Regions from separate parts of the Zea mays genome. Here regions 1 and 2 are each linked to region 3. The links are chromatin contacts, called in public Hi-C maps. All regions are on one chromosome and are shown on one strand. The core of a region is the stretch at or near the end of the contact, and the rest is flanking DNA. Distances in the headings are between cores, read along the strand shown. Region 1 holds the start of LOC100384273. Region 2 holds the start of LOC100275894. Region 3 holds the start of LOC103629592 (subtilisin-like protease).

Region 1 (3,664 bases), core at 168-2,667, 130 kb before region 3:
TCTCATTCAACCTCTTGTCCTTCTCGCCTGCCTCATCCTTGAAGGGTGCAGGACGGACGGGACGCTCGGGGTACGTGCGTACGACACCGGCCACTTCCAAGAAAAAGGAAACTGCTCGGCCGGGGGAGCACGGCTTCAATTGCTTTGACCGATGTCGACGACGAGAGGGGGTCGGGGGTTGGTCTAAGCGGGAGGTGGACGAAGACAACGTACCGCTGTCTCCATTACTCTAATCTAATGCAGGAATGCTCACGAGGAAGTCGCCGTCACGAGCAGACGAGCTGAGGAAAACGAGCTCGGCAACTCTACAACTCCTTTTTTTTTGTTGGTTTTCTATATACCGCATGGGTTCTAGGAAGGTTCCTCGCTCCTTGTTCTTGGAGTGGACATTGGAGTCTGGAGGCAAACACCGTGATACTGATACTGGCATACTGCAGCGTGTGACAAGGCGAGCTCTGCTCCCGTCAAGCCACGCACGAGGACTCGAGGAGGCATTAGCTAGCTGCAAGCGGCTGGCTCACCGGTGACGGTGAGAGAAACCGTGAAGCAAACCAAAGCAAGGCAATGCCGGACCTTCGTGCAAGGTCAGGTGAGTGATTGACGACATTGACAGGCTTGAAAGGCCGGTTCGTCTCATCCGCTGGCCGCCGGCTGCGCCCGCTGTCCCCCTTCGCTCCTCTTCTCATGGGTCTCCCTAAAACCCTTCCTAACCCTGAATAATAAAAAAAAAACTTCATGTCCCTCCTCGCGAATGGTACAGTGTGGTATTGTGCTACTATCGCGAATTCCTCAATCAGGTCAAGCCTCTTCCTTCCTCGAATCCATGTCATCTTTGACGAATCCAAGCACTAGGAATCTAGGATCTTGCTTGGTCTCGGAGTTGGAGGCGGCTCTAATTCCTCCGCCCGATCCTCGGTTCGGTCCAACCACACACCTCCGCTGTCAGTCCCTACTGCTATTCTCTCCTTCACTCCTCGCCGAAACTGCCACGCAGGAGCACGAGGACCTCGTGAGCCCAAGCTTGAACGCTCGTTTACTTTTCGAGGTTGGTGCGGTTCTCGCAGCTGCTGATGCCGCCGCCGCCGCTTTGTTTAAGCAGCAAACCACCGCACCTGCTGTTTCTTCTCGGTCCGCTTTGATCAATCGCCTCCCTTTCTTTCTCGGTGATCGCCTTTTCCTGAGATTGAAATTTTATTTGTCGGTGGTCCGGCACTTTGGCTCCGTCTCCGTGGCCGGCCGAACAGGCGGCAGACGCAGGCAGCAGCAGCAGCAGGCGCTGGTGGTGGCGCTGGCCGTTGGCGTTGGCGTTGTGAACAAGAAATTCCTCGGGTTTCACGCGGCTCCCGTCGCTTTGGCGTTTTGGTCCCTTCCTTTTCTTCCTTTCCGCTAGTTTTCTGGTGACGGGGGGTTTTTGCGCTCTGGTTCGTGTTGGGTTTATAGGACGGCACGGCACCAGCTGAGTTCGCTTCCCCATCCCCATCCCCATCCCGCTCCCGCTTGCTCCGTGCCGTGGTCTCCGAGATCGGGGTTCCTTTCCTTGCCGATTTGATCCGCCCAGCTGGAAAACGAAAATCGCTGATGGGTTTTGGAAGGAAAGTTGTCATTTCTTGGTGAGGTTTCCGTTTCTGGATCGACTAGCTGATCGATCGTAGTATCGTACTAGCCACCATGGCGTCGTCGTGCATCCCGGCCGGCGGCATCCGGCTGCCGGACCTGGATATGGTCAAGACCGCACCGCCGCCGGCGCCGCACCGCCCGGCGGCGTCCTCCACGCTCTCGGAGGCGTCCCACTCGTCCCCAGCCTCCTCCTCGTCGGTGGCGTCGCTGTCGCTCAAGCGCCCGCGCACGCGCACGCCGCGGAAGCGGCCCAGCCAGACGTACAACGAGGCGGCGGCGTTGCTCGCGTCCATGTACCCCTCCGTATTCCCCGTCGCCAGGGGCTGGGGGGCCCCCGAGGCGGCGCCACCCCGCCTCCTCGGCCTCGCCTCCGCGCTTGGCGACGACCCGTCCTGCTCCGACCTCCTCCCTCCGTTCCCCGTTCCCGGAGGCCACGCCGCCTTCCTCCTCCGCGACCTGCCGCCGCCGCCGCCGCAGAGCCCTGCCGGCGTCGCCAAGAGCTGCCCGTCGCCCGCGGCCGTCAGCAGCGTCTTCAGCGAGTTCCGCGACCCGGCACCGTCCCCTGCAACCCCTGACGATGCTGCTGCGGCACCTGACGAGCCCGGAGAGCTCCACTTCGACGTTGACGACGGTTTCGACGCTGACTCTATTCTGTGCGGCGTCGACCAGAGCGCGGCCGAGGGCATCGACGGCATCATGGGTAAGCTCTCTATGGAAAACAGCGGGACGTCCGTGTCAAGCTCAAGCGTCAACTCCAACCTGCCCATATCCAAGATACACCCTTACCTCAGGAACCTTATGGTCCTCGGGCTGAGCTTCCGGCACGATCAGAATATCTTCAACCAAGCGCTCAAGCGCCATAGCGTCGATCATGAATGGTGGATGTGCCCTGCCATACCTGTAAAAGACATTACCCCTGCGCCGCCACCTTCAGTAGCAATGTCGAAAGTGACAGACAAGAAGACTAAGAAGTCACTGGGGACAATGTACGAGGAGGGGGTTCCTGAGTCTGTCAATGGCGACGCTGGAACTTTGGCACTGCCAGAGACAGGATTGGGGCTGAGCTTGAACACTGACGGGGTGCTCAAGGCGTGGTGCGGCAGAGGCTCTGTGTTCGCTGATAGCAATGGCTCTGACTTGCCGTTGTCTTCTGCTCATGTGGTAGTAAGTATTTCCATCTTATCTCGATATAAAAAGTTTTCCATTCCAGTTAAAAATTGAAAAATGGCTAGAGTTGTTAGAACCCTGAACTATACTTGGTCTTAGTTCATATCATCTGATAAAGAGTATTTGTTTCATTTCAGTAGAAGCACAGAACATCTGTTGTTTTATATAAGCAATGATAAGAAATCCTGGTCCGCATTACTTCATTTCAGTCGCTTTACATTCCTTGTCTGTGGCAAATTTCTTCCAGAAGAAAATCTGTGTCTGAATTTTGCTGATATGACAGAAATATAATATGGTGGGATTTTTTTTTATCTCCACCGAAACTTTACTTTACTGGCTGAATGGGCCAGACAGAAGGAAATTCCAAATTGTAATTTTCCTTGAGTTGAACCATGATAAGAAACTCAGCCCTCATTATATCTTATTTGCAGTTTTAGAGTTCAATTGAAGTAGAAGAAATTCTCTTAGTTTGGTCATATTTGCTTTTGGGGAAAAAATCAAACCAAACAATTCAAACCATTGTAATTCACAGGCCCACAACTTCATGTTGGTGCAGCATTCAATTAAATCTCTCCACAAGAAGAAAGTCTCTAGTTTGTTCTTGAAGTTGGATATCTCCAAAGCCTTTGATTCAGTTTCTTGGGCTTTTTTGTCTGAAGTGCTTTCACATCTTGGTTTTGGTCCTGTGTGGCGAAGTATGATTTCAAATTTGCTGATCTCGTCCTCCACTCAGGTGCTTTTGAATGGGTCTCCTGGTATTCCTATTAAACACCGGAGAGGGCTTCGCCAGGGGGATCCTCTTTCTCCTATGTTGTTCGTCTTGGTTATGGATGTGCTCAACAGTTTATTCTTGCTGGCTGAAAACAGGGGGCTGCTGCAT
Region 2 (3,818 bases), core at 1,114-3,613, 200 kb before region 3:
TTAAAAGGTTGGTCCAAAGAACACATGCGCACCAAAAAGTTGCATCGCTTTTTTGGTCCACACTAACATAAAGGGCAGTGCACTAGTATTTTTTTTTCGCAACTTAGTGAGCTTACAAATACACGAGTCAAATGTTTTAAAAATGTGGCATTGGGTTTGGGAGGGTGATTACAAGAGGGAGAGGGGGATTGATAGTAGGTTACATGCTTGGTTTGTTTACCTTGCCATTCTGTATCCGTAAAACCCATACATTCCAACGCCTGCAAAACGATGAGAGCTGCCATGCACATCCTTGAACTGAGAGAAACGGGAGAAGCTATTCTCTATCCTGATGGGTTCCACTTCCACCCCTTTCGAAGGTCGAGGACCCAGAGTAGCTACATCTACTACGGAACCATAAGCCCTACACGCCTCCAGCACGGTGTCATACGACTTTGCAGGAAGCTGAAGACCCTGGCCGCAAGCCTTCATGTACATCTCATAGGCAAGTCTTGGCTTCCCATCCTGCACAAGAGCCTCAATCAACACCTGGTACGTGATCTCATTCGGCTCAATGCCCTTCATCTTCATCCTGTGGAACCACTCGAAGGCGTTCCCACCCGAACCGCTCCTCGCGCACGCGCTGATTATCGCGTTGAAGGTGACGACGGTCGGCGCGATCCGCTTCGACAGCATGTCGTGAAGAACAGCGTCCGCCATGGCGTGGTCGCCCTTGCCGATGTAGATCGACGCCAGGATCGTGTACGCGTAGAGGTTGGGTTCGATGCCGAGCCTGCGCATGTGTTCCCAGACCCTCAGTGCCTCGTCGTAGAGCCTGCCTTTCTCGAGCGCGCTCAGCAACGCTCCGTAGGAGACCACGTCCGGCTTCAGCCCTCGCTCCACCATCTTCTTGAAGACGTCCACAGCCGCAGACGTCTCGGAGGCCCTTGAGCACGCGAGGAGGACCGCGTTCCACTCCTTGCCTCCGGGCTTCAGGCCCTTCTCCTGCATCTTGTCCAGCAGCCTGACGCCCCACCTCCAGATGCCCCTTCGCTTGGCGGCGTCCAGGAGGACGTTGAAGTGCGACATGATCAGCTCGTGGGACAGGTTGTTCGGCTTCGGCCCTTTGTCCAGCAGGTCCTCGTAGATCTCGAGAGCCGCCCACCATTTCTTCGCCTTGCCCATTAGCCAGATCAGGTGGTTACAGACGGACAGGCTGATCTCGTCGCCACCGTCGCGAATCCTCTGGTACAGCTCCTTGCCGATGGCGTAGTGCTCGTCCCGGGTGCACGCCCAGACGAGCCGCTCGTAGTCGCTCCGCTCCGGCCGGACACCTGCTTCGTCCATGTCCAGGAGGACCTTCAGCGCCTCGCCGACCGGATTCTTCCCCCCGACGAGCGACCGCCGCATCGACAGGTAGCACGCCCGGACGGTCAGCTTCTCGAGCTTGACGAGCTCCTGCTCCGGGTCACCACGGCTCCCCACCAGCTCCCCGTTCCTGTACCTCTCCCTGAGCAGGGCGAAGAGCTGGATAGCCGCGGACGCGTCCCCCGCCTTCTTGTAGGCGGACATCACCGTGGAGTAGGTCGCGGCGGTCGGCACGAGCCCGCGCCCCTGGACGTCGGCGTACACCCTGAGGGCGTCCTCCACCCTGCCCTGCTGGACGTGGATCGACATCAGCGTGTTGAAGGTGACGATGTTCGGGGGCACCCCCTGCGCCTCCATGTCGTCGAGGACGGCCTGGACCCGGCCGAGCTCGCCGCAGCTCTTGACGGCGCCGAGGAGGCAGTTGTACACGAACTGGTTCGGCACCACCCCTCTCCGCTTGAGGTGCTCGACGACGGCGAACGCGGCGTCCGGGCTGTTGCCCTTGCCGAGCCCCCGGATCACGCACGTGTACACCTGGAGCGGCAGGAGCCGGGCCTCGTCGTCGCTCAAGAAGGCGTTCACCGAGGACTCCACGTCGTCGGCCGTTCTGGCGTCGCGCAGCGCCGCGGCGAGGGCGGCGACGTCGACGCCTACGCTCCGCCTCGCCCTGCCGGTTGCCGTGCCGCCAGCGGCGCCGGTCGCCAACTGCGAGGTTCTAGAACGGGACGTGTCACTCACAACACTCCGAGTCTCCGAAGTAGAAGTAAATTCAAGGTTGCTTTTTTTTTTAGCGGCGCACGCGCGTACAGAATGCAAACGTGCGTACCTTGGCGGCGACCCGGGGACCCGGCGGGAGCGGAGGCGAAGCGGCAGGCGGAGGAGAGGAGAGGCGCGCGCGAGGGCGGCGGTCCTCTGACGTCGAGGGTGTGGGAGGTGGCTGGCGGCGGCTGAGTGGAGGGCGGCCAGGGAGGAAGCCATGGCGGCGAGGCCGGGGCGCGAGCGTCCAGGCGCTGGTGGCCTCTGAAGCTGAAAGAGACGAAAGGCTATCTGTTTGTGGCACTGATTGCTGAGGAGCCGCCACCACGAGCGAGACCAGCAGCTTGTGGCTGCCGGCATCCATGCCTCCGTGGCTCTTGTCATTCGAAGAAAAAAAAATCCTTAAATCTGAGATCTGGTATTATTCTAATTATGGATCTGTTTAATATCGAGAGCTAAAAATTAGCTCGCTCGTTTGAATGCACCAAAGATAACAATTAGCTCGCTAGAAAATTGTAGGTGAAATTATCTGATTTCAGCGTTAAACATAACGAACTAATGGTTAGTTGAAAGTAAAGGAAGACCGATCCAATCAGTCTGGTACCTTATGCGTTTGGTTGTGGGATAACTGAGTACGGGCAGGACAGGGACGTTCTTTAGCGTTCTCTTTTTTTTAGAATGGGGAATATATTGAAATATTTCAGCTTCTGCACCAATAGATGCATGTGGCTGTTCAATTATTACTTCTCAAACCAAAACACATGATGTTTAATATCTCAAGAACAACCATATTTCGAAATCTACTAAAAACCAATTCGATTACTAAAACTCCATCCGTTGTATGAGAAAATTTGCATCATTGTAGTCTCAAGCGCACGACATCCCCACTTGATTTGTGTCATGTTTTCCTCTTTTTGCAACACGGACCATTGTCTTATCCAGTGGGTTCCTCTGAACACTACCTGCATAGGAGTAGAAACTAGTATATTGTTAAAAATCACATCATTTCGACATAGCCATATTGCCCAACACAAGGTGCATGCTCCTTCCCAGATTTTGTACTTAAGTGTATCATCCACCTCATTCAACCAGTTTCCAAACATATGTTGTATGCTTAAAGGTGGTGATATGTTAAAGGAGATTTGTACCCCTCTCCAAATGCATCTAGCAACAGAACAATCCAAGAAGAGATGCTGAACGGATTCATTTTAAGGGACAATTAAGACAACACTAAGATAATCACATTCCAATACCTGACTCTGAAATAAACAACTTTATTTAACGGATCGTCATATCCCATCTCGTTCTGTCATTACAACCAAACGTAACCTAAAATTTCAAAACCCCCTCCTTTAAACCTAGAGTTTTTCTCTTCGTAAATGTCCTTGTGCTGTGAGATCCACAATAGAATTATGATTCAGTACAATCGTATCAGCTGTGTTACTTTGACAAAGTGCCTGACCTATGTGATAGTTGAATCAAGTAATTTTTCTTCTAGATTTTGTGGTTCATGTGTTTACTTTGATTTTAGAACAGGATTTTCCCTTCCTATTCCCCTATCTTATTTGTTTTGATGCATCCGACGCTCCAACGATCAGAATGGCTTTGGTTGGATGGATACATGCTAGGATCTCTCAGTATCATACCTAGGTCTAGAGGGATTCCTCGTGAGCACGCATATTCATCCTTTGGGACAAAATTGGAAAAAAAAACTC
Region 3 (3,751 bases), core at 1,080-3,579:
CTTGGGATGCTGTTTCTTTGCTTTCCCTGATTTATTTTATTTGCTGTTTTTATTATTTTGAGTTAAGTTTCTTCACAAATGTTCTCGCGGAAGAAGTTGGTAAAAATAACTGGATAAGTGTGTCAGGAATCAAGAAATTGATATTGACATTCATCATAAGCTTGGCTCAACACTCTGTTGAAGCAATATGGCTGCTAGTGCTAATTCAGTTTTCAGTTGACATATCTACGATAGAAAATTACATGGTCGTATAACATTTACTGTAAGCATAAGTCAACTAGTTTCTGTGGTGTGTCATTGGAAGTTTCTACAGTCACACCTATGTTCTTATTGATGTATTCCTTTCCTGGTAGTTCAGTTTCATTGTTATCTGGATGTTCTAAATGCTAATCCTGTTTCACAGCGCTCATATGCTACTGCTATATTTTCCCTTTTGCATGTGCTCAACTCCACCAGCGAAAAAGACCAGGCCGAGAACCTGATGATTGTCGACCTCTTAAGAAACGATCTCGGCAAGGTCTGCGAGCCAGGGAGCGTGCATGTCCCACGCCTCATGGACGTTGAATCATACAGAAGTGTTCACACCATGGTGAGTACCGTCTGCGGAACAAAGAAGCCAGATCTAAGCCCCGTTGATTGTGTGAAAGCGGCCTTTCCAGGCGGTTCGATGACCGGGGCTCCAAAAGTCAGATCAATGGAGATCCTTGATTCACTTGAGACAAGCCCAAGAGGAGTGTACTCAGGATCGATCGGGTTCTTCTCGTACAACCACACATTCGACCTGAACATTGTGATCCGAACTGTTATCCTGCACGACGGAGAAGCCTCGGTCGGGGCGGGTGGGGCGATCGTAGCGCTGTCGAGCCCAGAAGCAGAGTACGACGAAATGCTGCTGAAAGCGAAAGCCCCGACTGAGGTGGTTGAGGATCTCGTTCAGACGATCTACAGCTCAGACCGGTCGGATTCCATGCAGACAACTATCAGCTAGATCAGATAGGCAAAGGACCATTATTTGTCGCGACACCAAGCGCTTACGATGGACCTCGGCAAACACCATGTGTCTCAGAAATTTGGTATCAGTGACCGGTGCGTGCTGATGAACATTGGCAGTGGGAGAGGGGGGGGGGGGGGGGGGGGGGGGGTGAGGTGGCGTATCTTCTTTGCGATGGTCATCCCTTTGCCAGAAGGAAATAAAGGAGACGCGAAGAGGATGTCGAGGTCAGTCGGATCCACGGTTAGCATATAGAGTCAGGTGACATGGCCTCTCTCAACTATAGTGTGTGTGTGTGTGTGGCATATACGGTGAGCATATACAAGAACAACAGTGTGTGTGTGGCAGAAGTGAAACAAACTGATACGGTTGTGTTGCACTGTCGTACCAGTTCAATGTTCCTGAAGTGATATTATTCTTTGACGTTATAAATACTTCGAGGGTGGGTGGGCGAATTTCACGTTTTGTCGACGTTTCCTGGGTTGAGCTTTCCATCCAGCTTCTCAAATCCCATTTTACTCTGAATATTCTGTTGACAGGGATTTCTGTTATTAAAGATTCGGAGCAGTTTGTTGTTGTTGCTTTTGACGGTGACCTTCATGAATCCTGACTCCTGAGATGCATTTTTTTTGTGTTTAGTTTTGCGACTGAGACCTGTGGAGGGAAAACTCCAAGGTTTGTGCAACTGCAACTGATTTCAGAGTTTCAGTGCCACAGTTTCTTCCTTTCTTACTGATTTCAGAGTTTCAGCTCGAGCCTATCTCTAGCAGGTCTCCTGTGTTTTACTATAGTGATTAGATCTATAATGCGGTTTTTATGACGTGTGTTGTTGGTTTGGATTTGGAGAGAGTCCGCTCCACTCCGCGCCGGGGCCCACGGGCCACGGCCCCTGCTTGGCAGGCTGGGTCTCTGGTCAGTCACGACTCACGCGGGCCGGGCGCACACTAGAGGAGACCTGCTGCTACCGAACAAGACCATGAGCCAATTGTCACTGACATGTCGGACACCTCACCAAGACCAGGTGCACGCATTCCGAACCGGTGATTGCTCCTCCCCCATGCCCATGCGGCCATATCCGGAGGACGTGTCGCCGTCGATTTTATTATAAAAAGGACTTCTCCGTACGCCGCGTTCACAGCGCCTCTCCCACTGACACCTTCGGCCCTGCCGGGACGGCTTATCTACGTGGCGAGAGCGGGAGCAGCGAGCTGCAAAGGGAGAGAGAGAGAGAGAAAAAAAACCCCAAGGATTTGAGATGCTTGCCTTGCCTCTCCCTCCATTAAAGACAAGGGAGGCAGCCAAAAGGCGACGCACCATTAGCCAAGCCAGTACCATCGCAAGCACGCACCTTTGCCTCCCTTCCGCTCCCCGCCTCCCCCCTCACTCACTGCCCACTGCCACTCCACTCCCCGCTCCCCAAACCCTACCCCAACGGCCCAACCCCCCGGAGCGGAGCGGAGCGATTCGCTGGTCCCGCCAGCGCCGCGCCCGGGCATGCCGCCGCCATTGGGTGGCGCGACCGACGACGCCCACTGAGCCGTGCGCCGGGGAGCCGCCGCTGTTCCTTCCTCGGTGTCCAGTGGATTGGAGTGGAGATCCCGCCGGAAGCGGAGGCAGGAACCGCCCCTGCTGTCGCGAGTGAGTGATCGTCGGTTGCAATCGTTGCATTGAGTCCTTCGCTCTTAGTATTTCCTTGTCGGACACCAGAAAAAGAAGTAGAAGAAAAAAAGATTCCGTTCTGTTCTTCTTGCCCTCCGGAAACTACTCGATCGAAACGCTTCTTTCTCGTTGTTCCCCCAGCTACTAAAAGTGACAGCGTTTTACTAGCTCATCGTCTGAACACCAAACCTCTCATCTCATGCATGAATGCATATGCAGTGCATCCAAGGCGCAGGCGGTAGCCGTTCTCTCCTTCTCGTATCGATCGCGTCATTTAATCTGCGCCATTTAACGCCACTGCCAACCCCTGATTTAAGAGGTTCCATAAATGCTCCCACACCTCCACGGGAAGCCCCCCGGGGGGGGGGGGGGGTGGGCTAGCTCTGCCACCGCGGGCACGTACTGGCTGTGGACCACTGTGATGCCGCACCTTGAGTGACATGGCCGTGTGATTTACTGGAAGGTTGCACCGCGCGCGGCAGTCAGTGTTGCCCGCCTAGTACTGCTTCTACCCTTGCTGGTCTGGCCGGGGGCGGCGTCACAAAGCTTTCGACTGACTGCAGTGCAGATGCATGCTTTTTCAATTTTTGTTTGTTTGTGCTGAATACTTGCGTGACCTCGTGCTTTCTGGCTCTCTATATTTGGAAGGTTCTGCGGTGCTGACATCGGTGAAAGATGAGGAGGATCAGGCTTGCCTGTTTGCTTGTTATCTTTGTGCAAGTGCAATGGGCGGCCCTTGGAACGCATGATGTGTACATCGTGACCATGGAAGGGGATCCGGTCGTTAGCTACAGAGGCGGTGTCCAAGGATTTCCAGCAACCGCTGTGGATTCGGACGAGGAAATTGATCTAACCAGGTAATGAACTACTCTCGCTGATGCTTTTCTTTGCCATGGCTCTCAAGACTGATTGTTGTTCAATTTCGTTTCTGAAGCTTTATTGCTATCTGAACTTGCCTGCCGTTATTTTTCCTATAGGATCCTTGATGTCAAACTCTGAAAGTTCCTTACTATATTTTTGCATTGCACTCTGGCTTGCGCTTAGCATGTTTCAAACACAATAGTTTTGCCTTCATTTCAAGCTTACTGATTTTGCAGCGAG

Evidence for each region. Hi-C and Micro-C count contacts between places; a contact is called where the count stands out from the background.
Region 1: a Hi-C map of leaf shows a contact between it and region 3, with 4 times the contacts expected there. The contact joins the promoter of LOC100384273 here to the promoter of LOC103629592 in region 3. A contact is called at or near these places in 11 of 25 Hi-C or Micro-C datasets (bundle sheath, ear, endosperm and 4 more).
Region 2: a contact with region 3 is called in a Hi-C map of leaf, with 6 times the contacts expected there. The contact joins the promoter of LOC100275894 here to the promoter of LOC103629592 in region 3. A contact is called at or near these places in 5 of 25 Hi-C or Micro-C datasets (bundle sheath, ear, leaf and 1 more).

The regions. Positions count from the first base shown.
Region 1 is chr6:96,839,752-96,843,415 of Zm-B73-REFERENCE-NAM-5.0, reverse strand. LOC100384273 reads left to right here and starts at 1,417. Exons shown (of 3, transcript NM_001176838.2): 1 at 1,417-2,781. The coding sequence starts at 1,669.
Region 2 is chr6:96,909,021-96,912,838 of Zm-B73-REFERENCE-NAM-5.0, reverse strand. LOC100275894 reads right to left here and starts at 2,363. Exons shown (of 2, transcript NM_001371522.1): 1 at 2,174-2,363; 2 at 64-2,062. The coding sequence starts at 2,325. The coding sequence ends at 217.
Region 3 is chr6:96,709,877-96,713,627 of Zm-B73-REFERENCE-NAM-5.0, reverse strand. It overlaps LOC103629592 (subtilisin-like protease), which reads left to right and starts at 2,329. Exons shown (of 11, transcript NM_001301471.1): 1 at 2,329-2,629; 2 at 3,299-3,507; 3 at 3,748-3,751. The coding sequence starts at 3,326. It overlaps LOC103629593 (probable aminodeoxychorismate synthase, chloroplastic), which reads left to right. Exons shown (of 13, transcript XM_020539309.3): 13 at 457-1,456. The coding sequence ends at 988.